2 separate regions of the Mus musculus genome follow, and region 2 is linked to region 1. Evidence: chromatin contacts called from public HiChIP or PLAC-seq data. All regions are on one chromosome and are shown on one strand. The core of a region is the stretch at or near the end of the contact, and the rest is flanking DNA. Distances in the headings are between cores, read along the strand shown.

What was found. HiChIP or PLAC-seq counts read pairs in DNA pulled down with a chosen protein or histone mark.
Region 2: a RAD21 HiChIP or PLAC-seq map of pro-B cells shows a contact between it and region 1, with 9 times the contacts expected there. The contact joins two enhancer-like sites. A contact is called at or near these places in 2 of 15 datasets of contacts at CTCF or cohesin (large pre-B cells and pro-B cells), 8 of 484 Hi-C or Micro-C datasets (B cells, Th1 cells, bone marrow-derived DN3 thymocytes and 3 more) and 4 of 115 datasets of contacts at active chromatin or transcription factors (CD8 T cells, Th17 cells, embryonic stem cells and 1 more).

The regions. Positions count from the first base shown.
Region 1 is chr15:9,454,089-9,457,095 of GRCm38.p6, forward strand. The region is part of intron 1 of Capsl (calcyphosine-like); the gene reads left to right. Among named protein-coding and RNA genes, the nearest start is that of Capsl, 20 kb to the left of the region's middle. Within about 2 kb of position 1,358, at least 86 of the 459 cell types and tissues checked have an H3K27ac peak or open chromatin away from gene starts, as enhancers often do. A contact at or near this core is called in pro-B cells, where this site is marked.
Region 2 is chr15:9,860,362-9,863,278 of GRCm38.p6, forward strand. No RefSeq gene overlaps it. Among named protein-coding and RNA genes, the nearest start is that of Spef2, 110 kb to the left of the region's middle. Within about 2 kb of position 1,615, at least 10 of the 459 cell types and tissues checked have an H3K27ac peak or open chromatin away from gene starts, as enhancers often do. A contact at or near this core is called in pro-B cells, where this site is marked.

The sequences.
Region 1 (3,007 bases), core at 108-2,607:
ATCCATTCATCTATTCATTTGTCCATCTATCTTTCTGTATGTTTAAAAAATTCCTTATGACACATATCATTCTTTTCTCTTTTCACGTGATAGTCAAAATAAATTTATCTTTATTGTAAAAAAAAAAAAAAAAGAAAGAAAGAAAAGAAAACAAGAAAAAGACATGCTCTCAGAAGCAGATCCCTGCAATTGCAACTTTCCACATCTCATCCGACAAGAACGCTGGAAATCCTGGCTGAGAACTCTGTCAGGGGCAGCAGCCAACTGTACAAAAGAGCGATGGAGTGAGCAAGCCAGCTTGGCCCCAGTGCACCAGTCTCCTTTGTGGCTGGCTACTCCACTCAGCCTCTGTTCCAGATCTCCCAGTCACTGCCTTCTGCTGCTCTGTGGATATCCCCTTCACTTGCCATTGTGTGTGTAGCTGGGCGAGGGTAGGGAGAGGTAGAGGCAATCAACAGCTTTGTAACCCTAGTCTTCCCTTCCCCTCAAACTCCCAGTTCAGTCACTTGCCATTTTAAATGAATTCATCACTGTCCAAAGGGTCCAGCTGTCATATTGGATGCACCAGGCTCCACTTGGTCGCACACCTTATCTTCTGTACCTTCTCTTCAATTCACCCACAGGGTTCTCTACATCACTGTTCTTTCCTTTTTGTAAGCACTGTAGTCCACCTTCATCCCTTAGTCTCATCCTAAGCTCCTTTGAATTGGAAGTCAGTTACCTGGCTGGTTTTATACTTTCCCCATCTCTCCTTCCAACACTTCCTTTCAGTCTCCACCAGCCTTCCATGGTTTGGTTCAGCAGTTCAGACCACTTGCTGCCCTTCCAGAAGACCCTAGGTCAGATCTCAACACTCATGTCAGGCAGCTCAAACCTACCCACAACCAGATTCAGAGCGTCCAGCTCTCTCCTGTCCTCCTTGTGTACCCTTACACATGTGACATACATGTCCATGGACACATACAAAGGGAATGAAAATAAAGATTGGTCCACTTATGTTATTTACTCTTCTGCTTTGTCCAAAGCATGTGGTACAGCAATCGTCTAAAATATATGGTGCTCTGCCTTGTCAGAGTCTCATAGCTCTAGCCTTGATAACTTTTACCTTCTATTATGAGTAAAATGTAGGCATTGTGACACCTCAGAAAGTCCGTGTGCTGGGCTGTGATATCTGCGTCCTTGGATAGCTCGGTCATGGAACTAGAGGGGGATTCCAGGCCATCTGTGTCCTCCGTTGCCCCACACCTAGCAAACTGGTTAGAGGTAATGAATCTCTCAGACATCCATAGAAGACATGGACAGAACTGTGCCTCTGATGAGAGAACTGTACATATGCTGAGCCAACACATGGTGGTGCTGTGGTCACATGCGTCAGAAAGGACTCCTTTGTAGGCCAAGTCCAACCTGACATATGTTGTGCTCAAAGGGTCTTTTGGATTCAGAAACACTTTAGTGTGGGGTGTGATGTCAGTGACATCATGATATTGTATCCAGAGGCTGCATGTGCCATTGAAACCTCAGATCTCTTGAGTGTGTATTTCTTTATCAGAAATAGGACTCTATCCTGCCTTTCTTTCAAACCCCAGGTCCTGAAAACTTTTTTTGTCCTGTTCTGCTTTAATATTAGGCCTCAGAATTCAAATTAAGAGCGTGGTTCTTTCAGGTACCCCTCTTTCCTCCTGGCCTGAGATGGTACATTGAAAAGAGGACATAACGTAGTAAATATTGGTTGTTTGTCGATGAGTTGAGGGACCAAATTATGGAGAAGGATGGTTAATATGGGCATTTCAAACACCATGCTTGGCTATAATTTCCCCCCTGAATTTATCAAGTCATATTCAGAGATATCAGCTTACATCATCCCTGGTAGAATTGGCCTCAGAAGGCAGAAGTAGGCAGAGTCCCAATTCCCAGTATCTGCTCTTCCCAAACTCTGTTTTTATTTTGCATAAGAAAGTGCCAGAAAAATTCACTTACATGCTGATACACATGGTGGAAGAGAAAGAGTTCTGCTAAGACTCAAAAGTCCAATGTCTGCTGTTTGAGGCCACTTGCAGGAAAGTTATTTTACCAATCTATACTTTGGTTCCTGTTCCTAATGTGCACCCACCTTTCATGCATCAATAGCACTTTTGAGTAGGATCTCTGAGATAAAAATTAAAGTTAAAGGAAGTCTACAGGTGGGATCTCCATATTGACTATAGTATGGCTTGACAAAAGAGCAAAGGGTCCTGGAGCTAGCATGCTCCTGCTGTGGTATGTGATGCCTGCTGTGTCCCTCATCAGATGCTGAGCAGATCCTGGTGCTGTGTGTTCTCTGGTCCATATTGTCATAAGCAGTGAATAGTGGAGACTTTGGGGGGTAAGCTCATATTCACCATGAATAGGTTTAAAGGACTCCTTTGTAGGCCAAGTCCAACCTGACATATGTTGTGCTCAAAGGGTCTTTTGGATTCAGAAACACTTTAGTGTGGGGTGTGATGTCAGTGACATCATGATATTGTCAGAAATCAGGTCTCTAGGATTTTGGTCTTGGGCTTTTTCCACTGAAGTAAGAGCTGTGCGAACTAAGTCTGGACTGCCCAGGTTACCTTCTTCTATATCTGAATATTTATTACACAAACAAAAACAAATGGAGAAAGGTGTGAGTGTGTGTGTGTGTGTGTGTGTGTGTGTGTGTGTGTGTGAGAGAGAGAGAGAGAGAGAGAGAGAGAGAGAGAGAGATGGAGACAGAGACAGAGACAGAGAGGGGGAGAGAATTGGTTTATCAATTTTCTTATAAACCTTGTTAGGTATTGAGGCTATTAACCTCCTAAAGGGAATATATGAGTTACTGCTAAGCATCAGTAGCATTCATATTGAGAAACACAATGAAAACAAAAGCAACAGAGGTTAGCATTTAATCCAAGTTGGAGAATTTTAAATGTTGAGTCAAAGGCATATGGAGCATTATAAATAAAAATAATATAGAGCACACACAATTTGTTCAAACAAGTGAATGCTGAGA
Region 2 (2,917 bases), core at 365-2,864, 410 kb after region 1:
AGATGAGAGATTTCCTGTTGGGGCTCTGTCTCCCCCTCATTCTCTTTCATTTAGATTTCCTACATAGACGTAGACATAGAAATTATGCACACATATACACACACATACATACACATGAAGCTTCTACTCCACTAGGTTTCCACATTATCCCTCAAAAGGCCCTTAGTCTTAGCTGTCCCTCTCTCTAGTCCCTCCTACACTCCCTATTCCTTCCCCCTTCCCATTTGAGTCTCACATTCCCACTCTTGTTTACCCATAGCTACCAACCTATTCTATTTCTCTTTCCTAGAGCTTCTGATAAATTATTTAAGTTAAGACTCTTATTTGAGAAGGCAAACCCATGTTCTTCAATGTCTTCTTCTTTCCTTGAGTGACCTTCTACTTTTAACAAACTGCATGCAACTCTACTCAATATATATATATATATATATATATATATATATATATATATATATATTCATCTCATTTTTAGTTTTTTTCTAATTTTGTGAAAATGAGTGTTTTACCTGTATATATGTGTTTATAGTGTGTGAGCCTGTTGCCCACAGAGAGCATAAGATGGAAGTAGATACTATGGAACCAGAGTAATGGATGTCTGCATGCTGACATGTATGTTTTAGAATCCAAACTTGGTTTCTCCAGAAAAGAAATGAGGATTAATGACCCACCCAACTCTTGTACTACCCTTTAGGCAGAAGTGTTGATCTATGTAATTGCTATAGGTTTATTTTTCGTTGTAAGGTACTGTGTGTCTGCTCTTTACTGTGATTTCCTTCAGTGTTTTTAGAAAAAAATGGATGTATATCTGTAAAAGGTCTTCACAGTGGTAGAAGGCACGAACTGGACTATGAAGCAACTAATGTCAGAGGACACTGAGGATCTGACATGACCATAGTTAAACAGAATACCACCATTACTTGAATAACTGCAAATTTTTGTGTTACTTTACATAAATCTCACTCTTATGTCATTTCAAGTAGTTCCAAACATTACAAGAGTAACATTCAGTGAGAGCTTTGCAGTAGCCCTGAATCTCAAGAGTTTGAAGTTTGCAGACCAGCACCCTTCTCAAAAGCCCCAGGCATAGAGCTTTAGCCTCAGTGATAATTGTTGAAATTTGACTGCTTAAACCTTCCAGTGCCGGGCAGTGGTGGCGCACGCCTTTAATCCCAGCACTTGGGAGGCAGAGGCAGGCGGATTTCTGAGATCAAGGTCAGCCTGGTCTACAGAGTGAGTTCCAGAACAGCCAGGGTTATACAGAGAAACCCTGTCTCGAAAAACCAAAAAAAAAAAAAAAAAAAAAAGAACCTTCCAGATACTGTCAAGATAGATGTTTTTTTGTTTTGTTTTGTTTTGTTTTTATGAAGAAGGTAATCTAAAAAACAAATCTTATTTCATACAACTTTGGATTCTTTGAAAAACAGTCCGATTTACTCTTTCAATTGCCCATTCGTGTTGTATGGTGTCTTATTTTGGTTTAATACACATGGGATCACAGAGGGCTTTTTTTTTTTTTTGTCTTTGTGGAAATAAATGAAAAATTATGACTGTAAGAGTGAAAGAGCCTTTGGAGTTGGAAGGCAGTTAGAAAAGGGAACCAAGCAACCATCCAGCTGTGGTATGAAATGTAAACATTGCCAGTCACCTCCACCCTTGACAACACACATCTGGACCTGACTGACCTAAACCTGATCTTTTCCTCATGGCTGAGACTCACGATGCATATCAAGAGGTTATCAGGATCCTGTTTTATGGAGTCTCTTGTTGTGTTTATACATTCTTTCTTTTTAATTACTTAACTTCTAGTCACGTAGCCCACGTTCCTTCATAACATGTAAATTCCCACATTGGCCTTCATCAGAAATGGATTCAGTTCTCTGAACTTACACTTAAATGGCAATTCCTAAAATTCTCTGAAATAATATTCTTCCTATCTTCACAGTTTCTGAGTTCACTTGTTATTATTATTCTAAACCAAGGTTCTATAACTGTGGAAGAAAATTAAAAGGGTCGATCCCATTCTCATCAGTTCTGTGTCAGCTGGGGTCAGGAAAAAATCAAAAGATCATGTGACAACTCTTGCTTTCAAGGGACAATATGAAGATACGGTAAACTTTCAAGTGATGTCCATGGGAATCATGTTCCAACAGTCTCACTACTCATTTTCACCATAGTGTTGTCTTCTCTGTATCAACCTTGGTTTGTGTGACCAAAATAACAGGACAGGAGTAAAGGTGCATCAGCTGTGAGATTCAATGAAGTAAGTGCTCTGTGGCTTCATTGTCCTGACACACATCAGACACACACACACACACACACACACACACACACCACACCACACTACACCACACCACACCATACACCCTTTTCCAATTCACTAGTTCCATCTTGGAAGGCACCCTAGGAAGATGCTCAGAGGAACAATAACTAGGCAACACCTAATGAGGAATAGAGAACTTCGCTCCACAAAAGACCTTAAAAAAACAAACAAACAAACAAACAAACAAACAAACAAACCAAAAACCAAAACTCTGCAGACCACATAAATCTTCAAAGTCCTTCATTCATTTCAAGCTACTCTTTAGACTGCCATACCTTATTATTCTCTGGCTTAGAACAAGCAGCTGTCAAAGGTCTGGTAATAAAAGTATATTGTTTTGAGCTTGACGTTTGGTAGCAACATGTTACGTGTGAATATGTAGTGACTCCATTACTCCTCACACTAATATTTCTGTCACACATGAGGAAGTAGAATACAAGTGCTACCTCAGAGGGCAAAACAGCAGAGAGAAAGATTGCCAATAGAGATGTGCATAAAACATGCTTGGGCATAGAATTTCTCTCCCCAGGGAGATCTCTGATGATACTGTGTCATGTATATTATAGTAAGCATTACCGCCTCTGTAATTAAATGTCT